2 separate regions of the Rattus norvegicus genome follow, and region 2 is linked to region 1. The links are chromatin contacts, called in public Hi-C maps. All regions are on one chromosome and are shown on one strand. Each heading gives the region's core, a stretch centred on a gene start, on an enhancer-like site or on the middle of the called end of the contact. The rest is flanking DNA. Distances are from core to core; before and after follow the strand shown. Region 1 overlaps Elf5 (E74 like ETS transcription factor 5). Region 2 holds the start of Nat10 (N-acetyltransferase 10).

Evidence for each region. A called contact is a pair of places that touch in the nucleus more often than the background predicts.
Region 2: a contact with region 1 is called in a Hi-C map of hepatocytes, with 1.7 times the contacts expected there. The contact joins the promoter of Nat10 here to the enhancer-like site in region 1. A contact is called at or near these places in 2 of 12 Hi-C or Micro-C datasets (Schwann cells and hepatocytes).

What each region holds. Positions count from the first base shown.
Region 1 is chr3:110,284,057-110,288,820 of GRCr8, reverse strand. It overlaps Elf5 (E74 like ETS transcription factor 5), which reads right to left. Exons shown (of 7, transcript NM_001108956.2): 5 at 271-333. Among named protein-coding and RNA genes, the nearest start is that of Elf5, 22 kb to the right of the region's middle. Within about 2 kb of position 1,765, at least 13 of the 93 cell types and tissues checked have an H3K27ac peak or open chromatin away from gene starts, as enhancers often do. A contact at or near this core is called in hepatocytes, where this site is marked.
Region 2 is chr3:110,602,363-110,606,862 of GRCr8, reverse strand. It overlaps Nat10 (N-acetyltransferase 10), which reads left to right and starts at 2,034. Exons shown (of 29, transcript NM_001399512.1): 1 at 2,034-2,206. It overlaps Caprin1 (cell cycle associated protein 1), which reads left to right. Exons shown (of 19, transcript NM_001012185.3): 19 at 1-374.

The DNA of each region.
Region 1 (4,764 bases), core at 516-3,015:
CTTTATTCTCTCCCCCTGGGTACTTCAATGAGAAGGCCACAGGGTGGATCAGGAAAAATAAAACCCTCCTTCAGTAATAGAACACCGTCAGAACATTTCTTTAATTCTTAAAGTTCTATGTCCAAGTGAAAGTCATGATTTTGATCATATATATGGACACACTTCATGGACACGCTTCCACTGCCTCCCTGGGGAAGGGACTGGTCCCACTCAAACACTTAGTTTCAAAGGTGAACTGCTTCGGGGAAAGGAAGTGGTGTCTAGGCTTACTTGTTCGGGTGTGACAGTCTTGACTCTTGATGCCACTTGTTTTCAAGCAACTGGAATCAGCATCTGAAATAGAAGGACCCGTGGCAGTGGAGGAGCCTCAAGCTGCACTCCAAAGAATGGACGTTAACTGCCAGCCTTTGTGGCAGGAGGCTCTTTAGGGTGGTTAGGAGATGGAGGGGTGGGATGTGCTCAGTCCTGGGACCTGCCGTAAGTGCATACTGGGCTCCTGCTGGAATACAAGAGAGAAGACACAGGCACAGCCCCAGCTCACGTGACCGGGTGAAACCCAGGTGAAACAGACAAATCACCTGTTGCTTCAAACGTGATTAATACATGACACTGTATGGAGAATGAGCTAAGGAAGTGGCTTCTTTCTGAGGGAGGATCTCACAGGAGGAGACAGTTCCATTGTGAACCAGTGAGAAGAGGAAGAGAGGGAGAGGGAGGAGAAGGGAGGGAGAGGAGGAGAGAGGGAGGGGGGCTGGAAAGGTGGAGAAGGAAAAGGGGAAGGAGGAGAAAAGGGGAGGAGGGAGAGGAGGAGGAGGAGAAGGAGGAGGAGGAGAAGCAGCAGCAGCAGCAGCAGCAGCAGCAGCAGCAGCAGCAGCAGCAGCAGCAGCAGCAGCAGCAACAGCAGCAGCAGCAGCAGCAGCAGCAGCAGGGTTTTGGGTGGAGGGGCAGTGACCATGAAGTCCTTTCTATCATAGAGCACCTAGGAAGCTTGCACACCCTGTGGCTGGTGAGGGTGGGAGGAGCTACTGCACCCATGTAAGTTGCAGACAGTGGCAGGCCATGTTTTTGGAGCCTGGGGCGGGGGGTGGTTTGAGAATTTATATTAAAATGAAATCCGAGATTCCCACTCCCTGCCTTCTTTTGAGACAGGCTTTAGATAGCTCACACTGATGCTGAACTCACTGTAGTTTAGGATGACCCTGAACTCTGACCCTGCCTCCCTCCGCGTCTTCACTAAGTGCTGGGAATACAAGCATGTGCTGCCTCTTCTGGTTTATGCTGTGCTGGGGCTGGAACCCAAGGCTTCATTCATGCTACACAAACTGCTTACCGAGATACCTTCCTATCTCAGCAGCCCACGGTTTAGGAAGATCCCTCTTGTGATTGTGCGGAGAGCAGATTGGAAGGGACACAGTGAAAACAGAGATGAGAACTCAGGAATGAAGAGAGAATTAATTTAATATTAAATTGAATCACATATTATTGTGCTTTAATTGATATTCTGAGATACCCACATGCATTGTCTCAACGCATATGAATTATAAAAAGAACTTTAGAACCAGACCTGCCTCACCTTAAATCTTTGTCTATTCTTCCAGCTCTGGGCTCACTTTGCTTCAGTCACATGGGCTCTTGCTCAAGAGGCAGGCACGTTCCACCGTGACGCATTTGCAGCTGCTCTTTGCCCTTTCCTTGACTGTCTGGGTAGTCACAACTTCATCTCACCTTCTAGGGGTGACTTCCTCCCACTATGCAAATTCTAATCACACATACTGCCTTTGGGCCTCTACTCAGGATCTCACATTTACTTCCCTGTCTTTATTGCCTTTGAGTGCCTACGCATTGCGGTCTGTGTCCACTAGAGGGCAGGGTTTGTCTTTACCTATGTATTCCCTCCCAGGCACAAGGCAGATGTTAAATAACTGTTATTCTCTGTCTGCACTACACTCGTCATGCTGACCGTATAGTCTAGGATATGTACTGATGGGACAAAGGGCTGGACATGTGACCTTGGGAGGAAAGGGTGTCCTATCCCTCCCCAAGTGAATGTCTTGTAGTGTCACCAGGATGAAGCCTGTCACATGAAGCGGAGGACCTCACCCAGCCCTCTAGCCTTGTCTCTTTCCACTCCCCTACTTTCCCTCATCCCAGGTTCGTTGGTGTCAGTGGGCTGCGACTTGCCTCTGCCTCAGGACGTTTGCACATTCCTCACTCACCACATCTACTCAGCAGACTCTCACCCCACAGGATCTCTTCAGAAGCCTCCCCTGAGCCCACCTCCTGGGCTAGAGCACCCGTGTCCTGTGCTAGAGCCCCCACCCCATGACTTGAGGTCCAAAATCACCCATGTGTTTCTTGAATCATAGCGTGCTTCTTCTCCCTTTAAAACCCATCTCACCTTTCGCTCACTAAAGCTTATGCTTCTGGAGCCTTTTAGCAAATGCTCAGTGCTTACTAGAAGCCTCATACTCTGCATCATAGTCCTTTAGCAACTGTGGACAATGCTAACATTATTGTCATTTTGTTAGGGAGGAGTTTGAAACCCAGAGAGGCTAAGAATTTTGTACAGGTGTGAAGCTGGACTTGAGTACAGTGTTTCCATCCCGGAGCTGACACTCACCACCAGGTCATGTCCTTCTCGGGGGTGTTTGGTAGGCACCGAGTGAGCACGTAGCTCAAATGGTCTGAACAGTGGTCACTGGCTCATTGTGCCGTGTGTCTATCCCTATCTCTAGACTTCCCCATTGTGTCACTGGATCTTTGGGGGTGGGGAGGTGGGAAGCAAGCGGAGCCATGAGAACAAACAAAGGTGAGTTGCTGACCATGAGCAGATAAGAAGTCTTCACTGGACTACAAGGAGAGCCAGGGGAGGGGCAAGCTTTTCCTTTCCGTGGTCCCTTGAGCTCCACATGGAGTTGACTTGGTGTGATGGGGGCGGGGCACAGAGCAGAGGGATTACACAAGAGACATAAAGATTGTCCATCTGGTCAGGTTACTCTGTTCCTACTGTTCCAGGTCAGGTGACTTAGAAGTCCCTCATGGGTTGAGAAGGTTCCAAATCTCTCTCTCTCTCTCTCTCTCTCTCTCTCTCTCTCTCTCTCTCTCTCTCTCCCTCTCCCTCTCCCTCTCCCTCTCCCTCTCCCTCTCCCTCTCCCTCTCCCTCTCCCTCTCTCTCTTTAATCTAATGGTTGAGGTAGAGGCTAGGCAGAGGAGATGAAGTCATTACTGCCTATCTCCAGGTAGGTGCCTGATCAAACCCTTCACTAAGATGAGCTGTTGGGTCATTGCAGTACCCTGAAGGAGCTCTGCACGTCTGCAGACACCAGCCTCATAACAACCATACCCAAGTAGCTGGGGTACCTGGTGTGGCGTGAGGGGAGGCATATTCCTACTGCTGTCTCTGAGGTTTGGACAGGCCTGGTTGTCCTTGATACTGGAAACTTAAATTTTTAAGTTTATTATCGTGAGATTATAATCAGGTGTCCTCTAGAAGCTAGGATGGAGCTCTGGTGACAGGGTTTGAAAATCAAGCTCATTGCTGCTCATCACACTGTCAGGCCATTCAGAAATCCTAGCCCCGCACTAGCACGCCACAGAGAGACTCCAAGGCTCAAGGGCAGCAGTCACTAGCCAAGAACTCAAACCATAAGCTCTGTCCTTGAGTACAGTGTGATCTCTACTGACATTTCTGCGGTGGAGGAGGGAGGGGACAGGTGGAGAGAGAAGGAAAGAAATCAAGGGCTGAACTGTTTCTGCTTGGCCAGTTTTGATGGCTTCATGGCTTTCTGGGTTTTTGGTAGGAACTAAGTTGAAGATCCCCCATTATAGATTACTATCAAGTTAGATTCAGAGCTAGACAAGTCCTAGGAACCTTGGATCTCCACTGAGTGGGGAGAAGAAGAAATAGAAGGGCCCAGGGGGTAGCGATGCATGTGTGCATGCGTATGTGTATGCCCACATCAGTCCCAGGTCTGTGTTTATTCTAAAGTTGCTGCTCCCCAGTTTTCTTCAGATGCAGATGGAGATGGGGAGTACATGTGAGTTCATATATCCAGGATTCCCTGCTCTATACCTGGCACAGAGCTAAGTGCTTTAAAAACATAATGATAGCTATCAATTTTTATCAAAGCCTCCAGGATGGGGTCCTGTCCTCTTTGACTACGCTGTGGTCTCTAGTTGGCACATCAGCATTGGAAGGCAGTCTCTGGTTTCATTTTCCAGGATATCTGGGACCATGCAACATTGCATGGGTCATAGACTCTGTGGCTGTATGGTCTGTGTTTTCTAGGACAGGCTTACTGTATAAGCTATCAAATTGCTGACTTCTTACTGCCTTGTGCCCATCAAGTTTTATATTAGAGTTTCTGTTTGGGGAAACATGGTCCCAGGGGCTGCAGGAAAGCCTGAGCCAGGCCTCAGGAGGTGTCCTGACTGTGGAACCAGAGTTGGGGGCCTGCTGTTTGGGTGGTCTCAACCTTAAGTCTAGGCTCAGTCTAGAAGTTGAGCCTATTTGGGTCGGGGCACATGGATCAGAGCCTTGAGCAGCAGCTATCAGAGGAAAGGTTATCTCCGTGAGTTCTAAACACTCTTACCCAAAGCCTTCCCCCACCACCCTCACTTTTAGAAGCTTCTATTCACTTCTGCTCCATTACTGGTTTGGGCCACCAGCATCGGCACCCTAGGTTCCCAGCTAGACACAACCGTCTAAGAAATCTTCAAATCTGGTTGTGAACTTTACCCTTTCAACACTTACAACCCTCAGTA
Region 2 (4,500 bases), core at 785-3,284, 320 kb before region 1:
TTCAGTGGTGACAAAATTACCCAAGACACTAGTGGCCCAGATGTATGTAGTAAGTGGTATGATTCAACAATGCAGTTAATGATAAATACATGATGTAGTTAGTATGATCAGGAAAGACAACATTGAAAGATAATTCAGCTAACATAAGGGTGAGGAATGGCAAACTGGATTAAGAGTCAGAGGCATATGTTCCAGGGACTGATGTTTGGTGCTTTAGCAAGATCTGGCTGGAGAAACTGGAAAAGGCAGTTTTCCATGTTTAGTTTTTGTATCAACATTTGGAAGCTATTGAAGGCTTTAAAATGGTGTATGTATTGTTCGGGGGTGTTGGGATAGTGGGCCATCCAATAAAATTACCATTGAAAAGACCTTCACTGCAGTGTTGAGAAGAAAAGTTTATGGGTCAATGGAATCTAGAATGTACATCATTCTTTGCAGCAAAAAATTGAGTTGTAAGTAGTGTAAATTGAGGTATAAGTTGAAAGGATTTCAGATTCCCTATCACCTGTCACCACTGAGTATCCTGTGCAGGTCCTGTAAGCCTTCATTGATAGGTGGCTTTATTTAATCCAAGTGACCTAATCCAATCTCACCGTTCTGACTATTAGTTCTTTGGCACTTAGGTATCAATCACCAATCACCTCAAATTTAAAACTCACAGTAAAGTATTTGGCCAGTGAAATGGCTCAGCAGGTGTTGTCACTTGAAGTCATCCCTGACAAGAATTTTGACTCTAGGGACAGGTTGAAGAAGAAAAAGGTGTGGAGTTCTATTCCCATACCCATCCTCTCTTAAACACATTTGATATGCTAAACTGGAATAGTATTCTACACCAACTGTTTTCAGTCCAGCTTGATAGGGGCAGTGGGCAGTAAGCTGAAAGCTATCTTGATGTCTTTATATACTTTAGGCCTTAAGTAAAATCACTTCACAGCATGGGCAGCTCAGCCATCAAGCACTGTGGCTACCCTAAATCTGACTATACACTATCTCATCGCAATTGTCCCTGTTTGTACCCTGACATGGTGTCAGATTTTGCAGTGACTAAGGTAATCCTAGCACACAATTTCTGTCCCTAAAATTTCAGTGACATTTTCATTATAACCAAAATCCCATATCTGGGCTACTTATGCAGAATTCCTATTTCTCCACTTATGTCCTCTTCCTATACTGGTTCCTTTTTTTTTTTTTTTAAGTCGAGTATTCTCAATGGCCATTTCTTAAGTTTTGGGTTTTGCTTGTGTCACCACCACCTTATAGGACTTCTCTGCCCACTATAACAAAGTTATTTTATTAGGTATATTTAGAACCTTAGTATTAAATCAAAGGCCATATTGGTGACTCAAAACAATATTGCCTGGCATCATGAAGTTTTAAGTGGATTGAAATTTGGATTGATACTAAAAATTGTTGGTATGTAAGTTTGGAGGAATTCCGTTTTAGATAACAGGACTTGTGATGTCCAAGAATATAGGATAAACCAATTTCACGTGCTTCATTCCAAAAGGAAGGCAGAAATACTTATGGGTATTTCCTGTGGATGTTGGACAAGCCTTGAGACCCAATGTTGGGCTTTTGGAACACTCATAATATGCAGAGCCTGCAAAATATAGCGGCCAGGATGGTGGGTACAAAGTCTACAGATACTCCCAGACAGCCTATGGGATGGAAATTCAAGTAAGATGAATAAAGCAGTTAGTGGCCTAGTTTCATGTTATTAGAAGTTAGGGGGTTGATAAAACAACACCTACACTAGCAACAGCTATTACCTCGTACAACCCTGCTATAGAGGCGCTCAGTAGAAGCTGCAGTAGAAGAGTTCCGGTACAAATAGCTAAGGTCAGCTGCCAGACACCCGGATATCTAAAGGACTACTTCCGTCTGCCAAAGCCAGGTTACCGGCCTCAAATGGCACGCTGCTCCACAGTAGTGGCGGCCCGGAGTTAGTGCGCGGTGCGGCAGGCGCCTGGCGTGTTACGTCATAACTAAGCGTCGAAGCTTTGGAAGGTCCCATAGCAGGAAGGTCCCCTCTTCAGCGCTAGCCCACGTGCTGCCACTTGAGCGGATTCCCGTGCAGCGTCGGCCCCTTGGCGAGCTCAGCTGTGCAGCGTTTTCTCCAGCAAACCTGTCAGCCTGCGTGGCAGCTCGGTGTCCTCACGTGCATTCATTGTGCGACTGCCTGAGGTCCGCCGTGCCGGGGACGCAGGTACTCCTTGGAAAGGGCTGGGTCGGATGTTGGTGTGTGCGTTTGGGGCCATTTACGGGCTCGTAACACTGGCTCGAGGACGGAAGTTTCTGTACGGGCTGATGCCCTGATCTTCGCACTCCTCTTCGCCTGGATTGCCCAACAGATAAAACATTCCTGGTCCCGGATACTCAGACACTCGGGGCTGGCTTCTCGAGCACTTTCCGGTTGCACGGCTCTTTTCCACTCTCCAGCCTCTCTCACTGGGAGAATGGAGAATGGAGAATGGGTGGGTGTCAAAACTACTTTCTGAGAAACTCGGTTCCTCGTAGCAGTGATAGGTTATGTACTAACGCGGCTTAATCCCGGATATTCTGCTCTCAAGTACTGCAGTATGTCTGTTTGTTTGTACTTATCTAGCTGTATCATTCAGGACATTTGACAGTGCACCTCGTGCTGCTGTGTTTACCGGAATGGATACAGCCAAATGAAAATGATTTGTCTGTCTGGTTGTGGTGGCCCATACCTTTAATTCCAGCGCTTGGTAAGCAGAGTCTGGAATATTCGTTGGAGTTCAAGGCCAGCCTGGTCTGCATAGTGAGACTGTTTGAAAAAACTAAGCAAAAAGCAATAAAAAACAGAAAACGATTCATGCTTTCTATTTCCAGCAATTCCTTCCTTATCTATTAGGCAGTAGTAATCTTAGATTATTAGAGTCTTTACTCCTGCCATTAATTGTTCATCTAATTTTGTGTGTAGTTGTATTTCACTTAGTTTTTAAAAGTATTTTTTAGATTTAAAGCTTGTAGTTAGGGACCTTATCTGTTAATTCTGACTCTCCTATAACAAAGCTAGACTCTTTTAACAACTAGATATCCATTCATTTGTGTAGATGTTTATGTGACTGGCAACATAAAACTTACAAACTGAACTGCTTTGGATTTGGGTGGATCAGACTGTAAAGCTGGTTTGTTACATTAATGCCTTGGGATACTCGATTTCTTTGTTCTGCTCTCCTCTTTTAAACAGGAGCTATTTGTTGTGATAGTGTTTTATATTAAGACCTGCTAAAGCCCATGTTTAGGGAAGGGGGTTTTGTTTAGAGTGCAGCAGGTGCTGGGATTTTAAAATCACATAGCCTAACATTCTAATACCATGGGAATGTGATTGATTTTTCTCAATTTTTTTTTTTTTTTGGTGTATTTGTTATGGGTAATTAGATAATGTTTGTGTTTTACTGGATGCTGGAGAAATTGAGTCGGGTCCCCCATAGATAGGCAAATTTTTTACTACTATATACCCAATAATCAGATAGTACTTTCTAAAATCACGGATACAGAGCCATTAGTGTGGCTTCTCACCCAAAGAAACATTGTATCAGAAATATGTTTTTTCTCTCACTTTATAAGTAACATGTGCATTTGAATTTTTATTATGTTTTAATTGTGTATGTGGTGTGTTGTGTGCTGTATACCGTGGCCACGGTGGAGGTCAGAGAAGAACATTGAGGAGTCTGTTCTCCCCACTGGATCCCCCTCCTGGAACTGGGAGATCTGCCTGTATGCACACCACTGCCTGGCAATTCTTATCTTTTGCCATGTGGATTCTGAGGATCAAATTCAGGTCATTGGGCTTAGCAACAAGAACCTTTCCCTGCCGAGCCATTTTACCACACACTGTGAATTTTAAAGAAACCAAACCATAAAAGACAAACATCAAAATAAAATTCACCATATTCAGAAGTTACATTTTTTTCTAGTTCTTTTTTTTTTTTTAAGTTTCACCACCCCCCAGTCCCCCGCCATGTTTTGTATGTGTACAAAATGGGCCAGCAGTGTTACTCAGATGGCAGACTGCTTGCTTGCCTAGCATGCATGAGGCCCTAGGTTTGATTCCCAGCATAGCTTAAAACCTTGTTGTGGTGATATATATTTGTAATTTGAGCAGTTCCCTGTAATCCTAGTACTTAGGAAGTGGAGGCTGGAGGATCAGAAGTTTTAGGCTATAACATCTTGGACTATATAGTGAATTCAAGGCCAGCCTGGGATATATCAGACTCTTAAAATCTCTTGTCTTGCTACTCTTTGGGGCCTATAGAGATATCATTCCATGCTTTAATCATTCTTGGTTTTACTTACTTTTAGCATGCTGTCCTTTTCTTTTTTTACTCCTTCTTGAGGCAAGGTCTCCCTGTAGCCCTGGCTGCCCTGGAACTTACTATGTAAGCCAGGCTGGCCTCCAACTCACAGGAATCATCCTGTTTGTAGCTCCCCTAATTTTTCATAAGCTCCTTGATGGATCGGACAAGCACTCTG